2 separate regions of the Pan troglodytes genome follow, and region 2 is linked to region 1. The links are chromatin contacts, called in public HiChIP or PLAC-seq maps. All regions are on one chromosome and are shown on one strand. The core of a region is the stretch at or near the end of the contact, and the rest is flanking DNA. Distances in the headings are between cores, read along the strand shown. Region 1 holds the start of TMEM108 (transmembrane protein 108). Region 2 holds the start of CDV3 (CDV3 homolog).

Region 1 (3,915 bases), core at 938-3,437:
TGGCTCATACCTGTAATCCCAGCACTTTGGGAGGCTGAGGCAGGTGGATCACGAGGTCAGTAGTTCAAGACCAGCCTGGCCAATCTGGTGAAACCCCGTCTTTACTAAAAAATACAAAAATTAGCCAGACATGGTGCCTCACACCTGTAATCCCAGCTACTCGGGAGGCTGAGGCAGGAGAATCGTTTGAATCCAGGAGACGGAGGTTACAGTGAGCTGAGATCGCACCACTGCACTCCAGCCTGGGTGACAGAGTGAGACTCCGTCTCAAAAAAAAAACAAAAAACAAAAAACTCTGATAAAGTTTTTAAATTATTCCCACTAATTTGGTTTGTGTGACAGTCTATCAGGTGACAACCTATATTTCACTTTACTAGGGTCATTTGTGATATTCTAAATGAGCTTTGCAGTAACTTGTTCTTTTACTTTCATTCATCTCAGAAAACCGACAAAATTTGATTTCCTGTGGCTGATAAACCTGAATTTGATACCCCTAACAAATTTAGGTGTTCCCTCTTAAAAAAAAATATTTATCTTGCCTAGTAAACTGAATTCTTGGCAAGTGTAGGCATTTCACAGGCATGGGGTGTGTTTTAGAGGTTTGAAATCAGGTCATTTCCTAAAGAAACATGATGTTGTACAGGGAATGTAAGAGCTATAAAGGGCTTTGAAGGTATCAGGATGTCTCCAAGGGACAAGGTAGAGAGACCCTTGTCCATCTCATACCAGAAAGAGTTCTGAATAAATTACGTGGAAACTCCAGAACACAGTAATATCTTCATAATGAGTTAGTTGAACCATTTCTTACAGAGTAGATTACCAGGTGTATCCAATAAATCAAGAAGTTAACCCGTGGAAAATTGAAGGGACTTTTTATGTTTGCCTATGAGCTGTCTGGGGAAATGGAGGAGAGGCAGGGAATACTTTGCATAGCTTAATCTGCTCTTAAGTTCCTGGACATACCTTCCCCTTTTTAAAGTATGATTTAAAGGCAACAATCCATCTCCCCCGGACTCCCATACAAACCTCTTTTGGCAGCCAAATGGTCTTCATCGAGCACACACTTTTCAAAGAATTAAGGATGTCTGAGTAGGTTTAGTTTAGACCCTGCCTTCCCTCTCCCCACAACCCAGTAACATGCTGAAAATAAGTAATAACCTTCCTGGGTACCCCCAGAAAAACCTGTTTGCAGAAACTACAACCCTTCCTCCGAAAAAAAAAACCTATCTTCTTAAGGAAGAATCTCAGTGTGGTGGTCTGCAGTTCACTGCAGGCATTTCCCTCCTCACCATTTACCAGTCATCAGTTACGCTGCATCTGAAATTCGTTTTTGTAGACTCTCATTTAGACCGGCTCCACCGGTGCCCAACTGCTTAAAAAAAAAAAATAGCCCCTGAACCAATCTCTGGATTCCTCCAGCAGGCTCAAAGCGTTCAATTTCGCTGAAACTCTGGGGTGAAAACCGCCAGGTCCAGCCGGCAGAGCAACCTCCCGGGCAGCACGGAGGCTCCGTCCCCGGCGAGGCCGCCGGCACCTAGGCAGGAGGGCTCTTCGCACAGCTGCGCTAGGAATTTGGCTTCGCTCGCGGCCGCGGGATTAGTTCGAGTCCCACGGGCTGGCCAAAGTGACACTACATTTCTTCTTCTTCGTTTTCCCATGTGACAGGTCCCCCTGCATTAAAGCCACCTCCTCCTCGGCCCCAGCTCAGGTCCAGCGCTCCTGACGCCCGCGCCCCATCACCCGCACCCTACACCTGGGGAGGGGGTTCATGCCAGCAACCCTCCAGGCGGGAAACAAAGGCGGAGGCAGGGCTGCCAGGTGGGCAACTCCCCTCGGGCAGACCCGTCACGCAGTGGGGAGGATGGGAAGGTGCCTGAGAGGATAGGAAAAGGGAAACCAAGGCAACCGGGGCTGCATCCTCCCTGAAGCTGGGCTCCCGGGGCAAGCTGACCCCACACCTCCCCGCGCCCCGCCCAGCCCAGCCTAACCCGCTTGCCGGGACCCAGCATGGGAAGGACTGGGGGGCCGCCCCGTAGCGCCGCTTACCTCGGGAGAAGCGCTCCGGCTCCCTCCGACGGCTCAGGAGAAAGCCCCACCGCTCGCGCACGCGCTCTCGCGCACTCGCGCCTTCGCCCCTCGGGCCCCCGCGCGCGCCCCTCCGACCAGGCTCTGGCCCGCCCCGGCCTTGTCCGTCAGCGTCCGCGACAGCCAATCCAGTCGCACGGAAGGCTCAGCGCCGGTCACGTGGTGAGACCAGCCAATCACCAAATTGCCCTCGGCAGCGCCCGCTCCGATGTCTCTGGGGGTTCGGTTGCTACCTAGCAGAGCGGGTGCGAGGCTGGCACAAAGGGTCTCTGTTTTCGGGGGCTAAGTGGCACTCAGTTGATCAATTACCAGATCAATTGACTTCTCAAATTCTAATATAAATAAGAATCACTTGACTATCTTGTTAAAATGCGGATTCTGATCCAGAAGGTCTGGGGTGGAGACCTGAGATCCTGCATTTCTAATAAGCTCCCAGGTGGCGATGACGAAGCTCTTGGTCGGAGGATCACGCTTTGAATTGCACCTGTCCGAAAGTAATGGCTGTAGCCCCAGCTCCACGTAATTTGAAACTTGCACGACCTTTCTTGTCCTTCTTCCACTGATGAGAAGCGTTCCTGTGGCTACATGGGGTGTCCCGGTGATGCTTACAGTTTGGGCACCAGCTGAGGGAAGGTGTGTTTAATCCCCACATTACCCACCCTTGGTCTATGGAGCAGCAATCATGCCAACTTGGTGACTGGAGTGTGGAACCAAAAGTGGAGACGGAATGGCCATGGAAGAGAACACTGTGTCTACGTTAATCCTAAAGGGTTGGGCGTGTGTGTCTGAGTGGCGCGGTGCCAGACACTTGGCCAGAGAAGTGGTATAAGTGGTCCCTGCTTCTCAAAACGTAACAATTTGTTGTAGAACTATACAGGCTAGTTCAGAAAGAAGCATGTGGAGAAAACATCCGGGAAGCTAACAGTCACAGCACAAATTCAGGCATAAGCTAAAGAGGTTGTGAAATAATATGCCTTGGGGGTCTTAAAAACTGTCCAAATATTCTTCTGTCAGTAATTCCAGAGTCAAGAAGTTAGGACTCCCACTGGCCCTGTCATCTCTCAAATTTGACCTAAGGACTCAGTGTTTTCGGACTGGCCAGCTAGAACCTTTGTTGTTCAGCGTAGCCAAGCTCTTATTACCCAGTAGTGTACCGCCGTGGTTCAAGATTCTTAAGTGCTGAATTCTCCAAAACCTTCATCTCTCATCTCTTGAAACCAGGTGGTATAACCCTGCTTCAGCATTTCTCTCTCACTATCAAGGTGATCAAACTGTCGCTTAGAGAAAACTTCACCTTTGTCAGTGTGTCCTGAACTTCTCTGGCTTCTCATCCCCAGAAGTGAAGCCCACCTAGCAATCTCAGACATTGTTCATCACATTGTCCCTATCAGAGATGGCATCGCACAAAATTCAGAGTTTCTGGGAACATGTTAAACCTGTCACAGCAATGATTCTGGCTACAGCAGGAGTAAAGAAATGTCTAAGCAAGAAAAATGTTTTGAAAGCCTCAAAAAAAAGTTTGTTTGCTGTCATTAAACCAGTGGTTCTCAAGCCTAGCTGGATGGTAAGTATTTATGGAAGTAGGTTGTGGGGCCCTGTGCCTGGAGATTCTGATTGGGATGAGAAGTGGGGCTTGGGCAGCTATAGGTTTAAAAAGTTCTACTGGCGATTTGATATCCATCCATGCTTGAGAACACCTGCATAAGCTGCTAGATCGATAGACGCATTTTTTAACAGGGAAAACTAAACTCCGCAACACAAATCACTAATGACATACACACTCTGTAAACAGAAGAAAGTTTCCACATAATTTTTGAGAACTGATTTTTA
Region 2 (4,169 bases), core at 680-3,179, 540 kb before region 1:
CAAAATCCACTTTAGCTGTCTCAAATGAAAAGGCCTAACCAGAACTGGAAGTAGGCAAGCTCTCACAGGATTTTAGAGTCAGCAGCTAATTTCATAAGCACACGGAAGGGCTGCCTCCATGGAGTGAGAAAGAGTAGACAACCCATTTGAGCCCTAATAAGCATATCTAGAGCACAAGGCTACTATGATGCTGCTTTGGGGCCAAAGGAAAACCTAACTTGTATCCAATATCTATCCCAAAGGTTATCTAAACACATTTGTAACCAGACTATACCTTATTTGCATTGCCTGAACCCTGAGGCCGCTGTAATCAACCTCTTTTTGCTCCAATTCTTTCCATTCATCTTCGTCCTGTAAAACAAACGCCATTTGATCAATTAAAGCTTTTTGTAGACATATAACTAAGCAAACAACACACTACGAAAAGTGGATCGAGTGGCTGGAACCTAAACTAAGTATGTACTTGTCTTCTGGTCAAAGCCCTTGCTTCCTTCTGGGGCAAACTAGGCTAAATGGAGGACAAACATGCTTGTAGGCTAACACTATACTTCCGCTGGGTTCCTGCATGGGAGCTATTACTTTAAGCAACTAAGAAAAGCCGATGGAAGAAGTCAGTAGGAATTTCACAACTACATTTCTACTTCAACCTTGCCACGGAGAGTTTTCTTTTTCTTTCACGGGCTTAGAGACTAAGTCATCACAAAAGAGCTGCTACAAATGCGGCTGCTGAAAGCGAAAATTCAGCTCAAACTACTGGGCTGAGGTCAGCACACGGAATTACTCAGCCTAGACGTCACCCGATAAACGCTGCTCTGTGCTGGGCACTGCGGCCCCAGACCTAGTGCCCCCGGAGGGTGGCGCCGCCCGGGCCTTGGCTAACGCCGAGCGACGCGGGGTGGGAAGGGCGGCTCCACCGCGGGTATCGGAAGGGGTCCCGGCCCTGGCGAGCCCAGCCCGAGGTGGAGAGCCTGCGTCACGTGGCGGCCCGCGCCCGTCCGCCCGGCCTCCGCGGCCCCTCCCGGACGCTTCCCCGGCAGGCGGGGGCGGGCACATGGGGCGCCGGCGCGCGGCCCGGGCCCCGAGTGCCGGCCTCCCGGCCCCTCACCTTCGTCACAGCCTTGGTGGCGGCCCCTGGGCCCGCAGCCCCCGCGCTGGCGGTCCCGCCGTCACCCGGCCGGGTCCCCGCGCCCGCCCCGCCGCCCGCCGCACCCGCGGCTCCACTGCTTCCGCCGGCGCTGCCCGCTGCGCCCGCGGCACTCGCCGCCCGGTTGCTCCGCTCCTTCTTCTTCTTCTTGTCCCTCTTGGCAAAGAAGTTGTCCAGGCTCCGCTCCTCCGTCTCAGCCATGGCCTCGGCCTCCTCGACCCGGATGGGTGGGGCCGGCGGCGGGCGCGGCCCGCGGGGCTCCGAGCTCGGGGTCGAGGCCGGCTCTGCGCTCACGCTGCCGGGCGCGGCGACGCCTCAGCCCCGCGGGGTCGCCGAGGCGTGCGCGGCGAGACGGGCGGCTCCCCCTGCGTGCTGGCGAGCGGTGGTACGGTCCGCCCGGGGGCTCGCGCGCCGCCGCTGTCGCCCGAGGCTGCCGGGGCTGCCGCTGCTGCTGCGACGGCGGAGCAGGATCCCTCTCTCCCCACCTGAGGGGAAAAGGCACGCGCGAGCCAGAGGTTCTGGCGAGAGTGCTCGGCTAGCAGCGGCGCGTGCCGGAGGAAGAGGCGCGCGCGCAGGCCTGGAGAGGAGGGGAAGGGGGTGGGGAGGGGAGGGAGAGGGAGGAGGGAGGGCGGGCCGCTAGAAAAGAGAGGAAGCGCCTGCGCCTGCGTACTTTGCTCTGCCTGCCGCTGTGGGTCGCCAAGGGGCGGGCGGCGGGAGGAGATGGAGGCGGAGCTGGAAAGAGAGCCAATCAGGTGCCAGGACGAAGCTCTTAGGTGACAATCCCTGACCCAGACGGGGCGGAGTCCAAGCATGGGGGCGGGGAGAGGAGGGCATATGCAAAATAAGTGACGTGCCGGGCGACTCCGGTTTCCCGATTGGCCGAGGGTTTAGTCTTGAGGGCGGGCATGTTGAGGGCTGGTTGATGACTTGGCTAAAGAGGTCCTGCAGGAGGGGCAGTGGGTTCCTTTTGGGCGCATGCGCAGGATGCACGTGTGTTTCCTGGCCCAGAACAAACCGTGGCCCCATAGTAGTCGTTTGAACTGTCGCGAAACGGACAGGCACTGCGTTAAGCCAACTGTGTTAAAGATTGTTCCTCTCCTCTGATCGCTTCTGTACTTCCACCCTCTCTGGTGTGGCAACCATTACTTTTCTTCTTTACCGGTTGGTTGTGAAAATGAGAGGAGCAGTGAGCCTGAAGTTTAGGTCCCATTTACTAAAAGATCTTTCATAGGCTGGTTGGTAGGTAAAAAGGGATTTTGTCTGAACTCCACCCTCTGGATTATGTTTACCAAGGTCAAGTTCAATAAATCCTATCGTCAAGTCCCTAATCTGTAAAGTGGGTATACTATTTCTTACAAGATAGGGGGATGGAGGGAAGAGAGTCAACATTATTAGCTGCCCAGCACATTGCTTAACGCCCTGACTTGAGTCTAGATGATGATACAGTTTATCCTTAGCTTCTATCCCTGATAAAAGGAGGGGACTGTCTTATCATAGGGGTGGAGACCAAAATGCCCAGGCGAAAGCCAGGTTTAAATGGGTTTAAAGCCCATTTAAATACCCTTGGGGCCTTGAAAATGAAATGAATTCTATATGCAAAAGGTGGTCTAAAGTAAGCTCTTAAACTTTCTACTTCCTCCTTCTAAAAGCAGAAGAGGGAGCTGTCACAACCATTGAGGAAATGACTCAGACAAATGTTGGTAGCCATATGGGGTAGATAGAATCCAGCCAGTAAATGGAGTGACTTCTTCGTCTTTTCCTTTACAGTTACCCCATTAAAGTTTCTCTTTTCCTACCCCCTACTTACACTGCTATTAAATAATTAACTTCTGGCTGGGCGCGGTGGCTCACGCCTGTAATCCCACCACTTCAGGAGGCCGAGGCAGGCGGATCACCTGAGGTCAGGAGTTCGAGACCAGCCTGACCAAAATAATGAAACCCCGTCTCTACTAAAAACACGAAAATTAGCCAGGCGTAGTGGCTAACGCCTGTAATCCCAGCTACAGGCTGAGGCTGGAGAATTGCTTGAACCCGGGGGTGCGAAGGTTGCGGTAAGCCGAGATCGCGCCATTGCAATCCAGCCTGGGCAACAACAGTGAAACTCCGTCTCAAAAAAAAAAAAAAAATCTAACTTCTGAATGTCAAATAAATCGAGGACCTAGCCTTGGCCAGCAAGTAGCTTGAGCTTATACATATACTATTCCCCAAACATGAACAGCTCCCAAGGTGACTTCCTTCTATGACAACATATATCTTCCTGTGATGCAGGCCAGGTTCAGTACTGCCCATCACCATCACCCTCCCTTACCATCGCTAATCAAATTTATTTTCTTTCTTTTTTTTCTTTCCTTCTTTTTTTCTCCCTTCCTCTTTTCTTTCCTTCTTTTCTTCCTCCCCCCTCTTTCTTCCTTCCTCCCTCCCTCTCTTTCATTTATTTATTTATTTACTTACTTACTTATTTTTTGAGGCAAAGTCTTGCTCTTGTCACCAGGCTGGAGTGCAATGGCATGTCAGCTCGCTGCAACCTCTGCCTCCCAGGATCAAGCGATTCTCCTGCCTTAGCCTCCCGAGTAGCTGGGATTACAGGCACCCGCCACCACACCCAGCTAATTTTTGTATTTTTAGTAGAGACAGGGTTTCACCATGTTGGCCAGGCTGGTCTCAAACTCCTGACCCTCGTGATCCACCCGCCTCGGCCTCCCAAAGTGCTGAAATTACAGGTGTGAGGCACCATGCCCGGCCCCCTCCCTCTCTTTCTTTCCTCATCTATGAAGCACTTATTTTGCTATATTTCGGGCAAAGTGCTTTATTCAAAAGTGAGTAATTTGTGATTCCTGCATTCAATTCCCTTATAATCTAGAAGAGAAGATCTAGATATAAATGAGTTTCAGTTATTTATATCTTTCTTAAGTCCTTATCAATTCATCATTGTCTTGAAAGAATTAATGACTTGAGAAAATACACAGAAGGAAAAGTAGTTGAGGGCTGACACTGCAGAATTTCCCACTACATTTTTCAGTGTGAT

Evidence for each region. HiChIP or PLAC-seq counts read pairs in DNA pulled down with a chosen protein or histone mark.
Region 2: a contact with region 1 is called in an H3K4me3 HiChIP or PLAC-seq map of stem cell-derived excitatory neurons, with 12 times the contacts expected there. The contact joins the promoter of CDV3 here to the promoter of TMEM108 in region 1. A contact is called at or near these places in 1 of 7 Hi-C or Micro-C datasets (stem cell-derived neural progenitor cells) and 1 of 1 datasets of contacts at active chromatin or transcription factors (stem cell-derived excitatory neurons).

What each region holds. Positions count from the first base shown.
Region 1 is chr2:136,283,053-136,286,967 of NHGRI_mPanTro3-v2.0_pri, reverse strand. It overlaps TMEM108 (transmembrane protein 108), which reads right to left and starts at 2,187. Exons shown (of 6, transcript XM_016941951.4): 1 at 2,047-2,187.
Region 2 is chr2:136,818,568-136,822,736 of NHGRI_mPanTro3-v2.0_pri, reverse strand. It overlaps CDV3 (CDV3 homolog), which reads right to left and starts at 1,929. Exons shown (of 5, transcript XM_063806237.1): 1 at 1,815-1,929; 2 at 275-351. The coding sequence starts at 285.